Linked DNA regions of Ovis aries: region 2 is linked to region 1. A link is a contact called in public Hi-C data. All regions are on one chromosome and are shown on one strand. Each heading gives the region's core, a stretch centred on a gene start, on an enhancer-like site or on the middle of the called end of the contact. The rest is flanking DNA. Distances are from core to core; before and after follow the strand shown. Region 1 has its middle 21 kb from the start of CEP63. Region 2 overlaps RYK (receptor like tyrosine kinase).

The links. Hi-C and Micro-C count contacts between places; a contact is called where the count stands out from the background.
Region 2: a contact with region 1 is called in a Hi-C map of mixed tissues, with 2.4 times the contacts expected there. The contact joins two enhancer-like sites. A contact is called at or near these places in 7 of 16 Hi-C or Micro-C datasets (blood, hypothalamus, liver and 3 more).

What each region holds. Positions count from the first base shown.
Region 1 is chr1:255,516,243-255,520,070 of ARS-UI_Ramb_v3.0, forward strand. No RefSeq gene overlaps it. Among named protein-coding and RNA genes, the nearest start is that of CEP63, 21 kb to the left of the region's middle. Within about 2 kb of position 1,644, at least 26 of the 54 cell types and tissues checked have an H3K27ac peak or open chromatin away from gene starts, as enhancers often do.
Region 2 is chr1:255,763,580-255,767,407 of ARS-UI_Ramb_v3.0, forward strand. The region is part of intron 2 of RYK (receptor like tyrosine kinase); the gene reads left to right. Among named protein-coding and RNA genes, the nearest start is that of RYK, 34 kb to the left of the region's middle. Within about 2 kb of position 1,697, at least 3 of the 54 cell types and tissues checked have an H3K27ac peak or open chromatin away from gene starts, as enhancers often do.

The sequences.
Region 1 (3,828 bases), core at 394-2,893:
GGAGAAAGAAAGCAAATATGCCAAAATTTGTTGAACCTAGGTAGAGGGATATGGGTTTTCACTGTATTATTTTTCCAACTTTTCTGTATTTTAAAATTTGTCTCATAAAGTCGGAAATAAAAACATATCCAAACACACACACACTTTTCCTGCGCAAGCAAATTTTTCCAGATGTGGGAGCAAAGCCTGTGGCTTGCCCAGATGCAATTAGGGCCAAAAAGCATTGGCCATCCTTCCCTCTGGCTTCTTAGAGCCAGTGCATCTCACTCCTGTGTCCTGAGTAGCCTGCAGAGACCTCAGTGTGCATTAGGTCAGAAGCCCCTTCCCCAGTCTCCCTACAGACAGAATCCAGGTCAGTCCCTACTGGGGAGCAGAGACCTAGCTGAGTCTCTGCCCCTCTTCCTAGAGAGGCAGAGTCCACTTGCGGTTTTATGTTTAGCTGCTTCAGTCATGTTGGACTCTCTGTGACCCCATGGACTGTAGCCTGCCAGGATCCTCTATCCATGGGGATTCACCAGACAAGAATACTGGAGTGGGTTGCCATGTCTTCCTCCAGGGGATCTTCTCAACCCAGGCATGAAACCCAGGTCTCCTGCATTGTAGGCAGATTCTTTACTGTCTGAGCCACCAGCGAAGCCCAAGAATACTGGAGTGGGTAGCCTATCCCTTTCTTCACCACCCAGGAATCAAACTGGGGTCTCTTGCATTGCAGGCAGATTCTTTACCAGCTGAGCTACCAGAGAAGCCCTAGAGAGGCTGTATTTAACTTGAAATATATCCCACCCCAGTGCCTATTTATGCCAGCCAACCCCAGGAAGGGCAGAGGTGGCCACTGGTAGGAAGAGGACCTGGGGACTCCTTCATTGCCACAGGACCCTTCATCTGTTCTCCATCTGGTGTTTATTTTGGGGATAGAAGGGTGAGGAGAATGGGGGTAAAGGAATTGCAAAAATAAAAAAAGGAATTTTAATGAGAACCATCTGGAGTGCTTGCCAAGGGTGTAATGTTTGGTCTAAGAAAGTAATTCTTAGTTTAAATGAGGAAAAGAGAAGTGGAGGAAACTATTACATCGTGCTTACCCCCCAAAACTGACTCTGAAGAGAATCACCTAGAACACGCACATCACACACGATGGGGGTGAGACAGAGCTGAAGGGAGGAGGAGAGCGCCTCTCTTTGCCCTGGCGTGCGGCAGAGAGGCGGAATGTCTCTCCTCTGCCAAGGAGACTTTGAGGGATGCATTGTGGCGGGCCCGGGGCCAGCGCAGGAATCTGGAATCTGGGTAACCGTGGAAACGGGCCCGCGGGTGACAACAAACACGGGCTGGAATTTCAGCATTCGCAGCCAGGCCACGGAGGAATGGGAAAATTCGGGAAAGTTTTCCTGTTTGTTTTTAAGCCTAGGATGGGGAGGGGGCCTGGCGGGAAGCGCTGGAGGGAGCCACAGTGCTCCGAATAAACGCTCCCTGCCGGCACCGCCGCGGAATCACATGGAGCCAGACTCCCGAAGTCTCCATTTTCACCTTATTCTCTTTATTTATAGCCCGCCGCATTCCACCAAGCATTCCACCAGGTCTAAAGCCGCTCCTGAGGGGTGTCGGTGCACAGTCGGATCCCTTTCCTTCCCCAGCAGCAGGAAAATCACAGATCCCGAGGACGCCCCTTCTACGTCGTCTCAATTCAGCCTCACAATAACCCACAATGACCAGGGGGGCCAGGTCCCCACTTTACACATGGGCGAAGGAAATTCAGAAAGCCAAGATTCGAGGGTGGTCTGCCCAACCCAGGCCCATCCTCCTCGCACCAGAATATCCCACCCTTAATCTTTATTCTGAAATGAATGAATAATTATGGTAGTCAACATTCAAGAAGGAGAGAGGCTATACTGCTTGGATCAGCATACATATGCCAGCTATCCTTGTGGCTAAAGATGTGGGTCTTGATTGAATGGGAAAAGATCCATGTGAAAGAAGGAAGAAATTTTTAGAGTTAATAGGCAGAAAAAGAACTCATGAAATAGATAAGCAACAAGGTCCTACTGTATAGCACAGAGACTATAGTCCCTGTAATAACCTACAATGGAAAAGAATCTGGAAAAGATGTATATATAAACATATACATATATATATTTACCTGAATGATTTTGCTGTACACCTGAAACATTGTAAATCAACTGTACTTCCAAAAAAAAACAAAGAAAAAACAACCTATGGACCCTAGAATTTTCTTCTCTTGAAACCTTTAGAAATAGAATGCCTGGTAGAGTACCTGGACAGAAGCAGGCCTGCTGCAGCTAAGTCACTTCAGTCGTGTCCGACTCTGTGCGACCCCAGAGACGGCAGCCCACCAGGCTCCCCTGTCCCTGGGATTCTCCAGGCAAGAACACTGGAGTGGGTTGCCATTTCCTTCTCCAATGCATGAAAGTGAAAAGTGAAAGTGAAGTGGCTCAGTCGTGCCGACTCTTAGCAACCCCATGGACTGCAGCCCTCTGTCCATGGGATTTTCCAGGCTCCTCCATCCATGGGATTTTCCAGGCAAGAGTACTGGAGTGGGGCGCCATTGGTACCATTACTTTAAGGCAGTCACTGCGGGTTTGAACCAGTGTAGAGTCGGGCTGGGCCCCACATCCTAGGTCCAGGTACAAGGTTCTCTTCTGGACAGCATGTCCCCAGAACCTCTGGAAACAAGCCCATAGTTGACCTTGGAGTCCAAAATGGGTTTTGATGAAACAGATGAATCAGCAGGGTTAAAATAGGAGGTCGTAGAACCATCACAGAGCAGAGGATGGTTACAGAGAAGGGGGGGGAAGTGCTTAGCTTTGCATTCTTCGCAACTGAGATCAATATGGTGTACAGTCCTTCCTAATTTCACTGTTATGACCATCGATAGTTAAGAAGGTGTGTCTGTTCTGAAAAAAAGAGACTCCATTCTTTGCTAAATTCTTTCGAAAAGAAGATAGTTTTAAATCACCAGAGTTACATAACTTTATAACAGTTTCAAGAAATCATCTTGAAACTTCATTAGTAAAAAAATGCTCCTGAAGAAGCCAACAGGAAATAAAGAATTGCAAGGAATTTTTGGAAATAAGAGGATGTTTTCTTTTGTTTGTTTTCAAAGTGGGGAAAAAAAGTTTTTAAGGAAAAAGGAAGCCCTGACCCACATAAAGATAGGGTTTCAGTGAAACTAATTTGAGCCCAAGAGGGAAAGTGTTGGCTGCTTAGGAGTGTGAGTGCCCAGGCCATAGAAGGTCTATGTGGGCTGTGGAGAGCATCAGCTTTCCCTGATAAAAGGGCTCCAGAACAGAGCCAGTTTTACACTAAAAGTGAAATTTCATTCACAGAAAAATAACAAATCTGCCTGAGAGTGTCCGCAGCCATGTTGAAATTTATACAGAAACTTAAAAATTGTTTTAGTTCATAATTCAGGAATAGCTGCTATTTATCCTGAAGTCACTGATTTTCCCCGAAAGCTCTGCCCTATACTTTTTAATCCTGAAACCCCCATTTCCTTTATTTTGTTGTTAAAAATGGGGGGAAGTGTCATTCATTTTCTCAGCAAATCTTTTTTTGAAGATTTTTTTTTTTTGATGCGAACGATTTTCAAAGTCTTCATTGAATTTACTACAACATTGCTTCTGTTGTTTATGGTCTGGGTTTTTGGCCGTAGGTCATGTGGGATCCTAGTTCCCCCACCAAGGATGAAACCCACACCCCTTTAAGGGGAAGGCAAAGTCCCAACCAATGGACCACCAGGGAAGTCCCTCAGCAAATATTTTTAACAACATACTCTATGCTAGGCTCTGAATAAAGTGGGGCTATGGTATCAGATTA
Region 2 (3,828 bases), core at 447-2,946, 250 kb after region 1:
CCGCTTCGGAGGCAGTGGATGCCTGTATCTAGAAGTGTGGAAACATGGGTCGTGTATTCTTGACAAACTATTTGGCAAACTAGTTGCACACCTGGGATTTTGCAGATATTTTACTGTGAATAAAGTTGTAAATTTGAAAAAATATAGTTTTAAAATGGAAAAAAATGAATGTAACTCATAGTTTGAACATATAGCTAAGCCTGTAGAAGGTATAAGAATTCTGAGGAAAGTACTAGTCATGTTATGACTTAAAATGTTTTATAGTAAAAAAGCAAAGGAGTGTGTGTATGTTAAATCTAATGTCAGGTTTGACCTCCATTGCAACTCCTAGTTCCAGTTTTAGGGCATAATTTCTTTTGTGGTTTTAGCATAGTTGTTTAATTGAAGTTTGTTTATTTTAAAAATTAATCTTTTGAGTATTTTGTTTATGCATATGGTACAAAATGCGAAAGGCATAGGGGTATGTAGTGAAAAATAAATCCCCTAGCCCTTTCTAGTACCATCCCCAAGCAATTTAGCCACCTAACTCCCCTTCCATTGGCAGCCACTGTTCCCTGATTCTGATCTCCCCTTCTAAAGATAGTCTGTACATGGATAAGCATCTAGATATGTGTATGTATGTGTGTGTATATATATATTTTTGAAATGATAGTCATGCAAGGGGGCAGGAGAGACATGATGAAGAGTTCTTCACCTGATCTTGTTAGCTCTGGAATGCAGTTAGGAACTTTCAGAAGGAGAGTCAAGGCTTCTCGGGTCCAACACTTTGCAATTATTGCTTTTTAAGAATTACCAGAAGATGAGATACTTGCTTCTAAAGATCTTCAGTCTTCTTGGTATGTCACTTCATTGTGGATATTTTAACATTATCGAAGCTTCTGATAATAGTGTTCTGCAGTGACTTTGTTTTATCTTGCCAAACAGATTGTGGTCTTCTCAGAGACTGGAGCTTTGTCTTACTCTTGACATTGTATCACACTGCCTTAGAGAGTGGTTGGTAAATATAATGGGTTAATTGCATTTCCAGATGGGGTAAGAACTCTGGTGTTGCTTTTCTTTCACAGTCCCCTTACTGCTGGTTTTAACAGATAACAACTTGCTTCGGCATTCCAGAACATTCTCCAGTATCCAGGAAAAAAACTTGCAATTGCATCTGTTAAGTGTCAGATATTTTAGATAGCTGAAAGGCAAAAATATACCAAAAGGTAGCAGAATACTTACCCCACTCAGTCTCTATAAGCTGTTCTTTGGTTTCAGAAATTCATCATTGTCAGGAGGGTCTGCAGGGAACTTGTCCAGAGTTCCTACAGCAGCCCTGGGGGCCAGCCTGCTGTATCCCCTGCAGAGTGGGGTTTCTGTGAGAAAGGCAGCACTTGTGATAATTTCAGAGAAATTGAAAGGCTGTTGGGCTTCAGGCAAAGTGTACTCACTTTAAATCTGTACTGGGTTCCAAGAGGAAGTGGCTTTACTTAGCAGCTGCCTATTTGCAATTACCATTTGTTTCCAAGTAAGGGAAGATTACAAAAAATGTTTATTTCTTAGCTTATTCAAATATTTATATTTTTTTCTTATTTCTTTTCTGAAGTATTTTGGCTCATTCTTTGTTCGGATAAACAACTGATTTTCAGATTTTCTTTGTTCCAGTAGATTATAAATGTTAGTTTTAGAGCAGATCTGTTTCTTCAAAGGATTATTGGCCAGTGAGAGTCTGTATAGATCGATGGCATGCCAAAATAGAAAAAACTGCCCTTTAATAATAAGCTGTTTCTAACCCCAGAAACTACAATTTAAAATTTTATATTCTGAAGATTCCTGAGGGAGAAGAGAACTGCTTTGGAATGCCTTTCATGTTTAGGCAGTCCCTCAAAAAGGGAGGCCACAGGGCAGGCGCCATGCTTTCACGCTTTTCTGTGTTCCAGGCGGCTGCTGCTGGCCAAAGGGCTGGGCTTCTCAGAAATCCTGCTCAACCCCTTCACCACTTCTCCGCGTGCCTCTGATGCTACCCAGCTCCATTCACGAGCCCATTTCTCTACCTTTTGCCCTCACCCCCTGCCACACTGAGGCTCTCCAGTGCTGGTCTCGTCCCTGCCCTCAGACTACAATTAGGGCCTTTAACCTTGTTTGCAGCTCGCTCTGTCTACTGCCCCAGGGGTTCTGGTCCCTGGCTGGCTGTGCCTCTGCCTGCAATTATTGAGACCTAGAGTAAAGGAGACAGCAAGTGTGGGGAAGCATAGTAAATTTGGTTTTCAATCTGCTGTGTTTGAGAGCTGTAAGATTATTAGGCACATATGTCTAGTAAGTTATTAGGCATATGGGAGAGAATGAAGATGTAGGAGAGTGAGAGAGACGAGCTGATGATACAGGATCCCATTAGTGGTCTAGTGGGCTAAGGCTAGTGTGCTGAGAGAAGGGTTTATCATTTGGAGAAGGGAATAAATCTCTCCTTGGGAGTGGAGTGCAGAGGAAGAGTGCTCTAACAGATCTGCCTGGAAAGTGAAAAGTAAAGTCGCTCAGTCGTGTCCGACGCTTTTCGACCCCATGGACTGTGTCCTACCAGGCTCCCCCGTCCATGGGATTTTCCAGGCAAGAATACTGGAGTGGTTTGCCATTGCCTTCTCCAGGAGATCTTCCTGACACAGGGATTGAACCTGGGTCTCCCACATTGTAGGCAGACGCTTTACCATCTGAGCCACCAAATCTGCCTGGAGCTGAAAAGAAAGGCAGAAAGTGGGGTGCAGGTTCTTGTGTGCCAGGTGAAGGGGACAGGAGCATTGTCTGAGAGGAGGAAAGTGGGGCGGGCAGCAGGTGGTGAAGCCGTGAGTCCCATGAGGTTTGGAGTGAGACGACTAGGGAGAAGGGGCTGAGTGGGGAAGGGACTGCTGAGCGGGATTAATGGCCTACCCTGAACGTGGGGATCATCGTTGTGTAAGAGCAGCTTTCTCTCTGGTCTGTGGTTTCCCCTGGCTGTGCTGGGCAGCAGGGGTGGCGTGAGAGGTGGTCAGTGTTCTGACGGCAAAAAGACGATGTTGGTAGCCAGTCTTCTCTGGGGCACAGTCTGTGGAAAGTGAAACCAGGTCCCTGGATGGATAGGCTGGAGAGAATGGAAATAGTGTCACTGGCTATTACATCCCAGCTATGAGCACAGCCCTTGGTTTACAAATGTGCTTCATAAGTGTTGGTTGAATCAGTGTTGGAATCAAAGAACTGGTTTTGTAGAAATCAGAGGTTGTGATGGGCTCTTTGATAGATTGGGATTTTTACATTTGTTTTGGTTATGAAGTACTTCTTCAGTACATAGGAATGCTGAATATTAATATCAAAGCCACCAGGAAGATGGCAGGAGACAAGGAGAGCCGAGCGCCACGGGCTCTGTAAAGTCCTCGTGTGACACTGATGATGATGGCGTGAGAAATAGCCATTGTGAGTAGAAGCTGTGAGCTTTAGAGTACAGGGGCTTGTGCATGAGGAAGGGAAGTAGAGAAAGGACCTGAAGATCCTGAGGGAATGCTGACCCTGCTGTCTAGGCCCTGAGGGTTGAGGGTTACAGGGACCAAATGATTAGGAAAGCCGGGCTGGAGGAAAAGGCAGGGAAGACTCTTGTGAAGAGGCCGACAGTGTGAGAGTCTATTCAGTCTAGTGGGGTTCCCAAGATAGGGGACAATACAGAGGGCTGCAGGATTGCTCTTGGCAGGGCACAGGAAGGCTTGTGTCAGAATCTTGGCGGTCAGGAGCAGGCTGGCCAATATGAGGAAGTGCAGTGGGGCATAGCATGGCCACCCTGGAATGACTGCTGATGCTACTGGGGTCTGTGTTTATCAGAGGGGACCT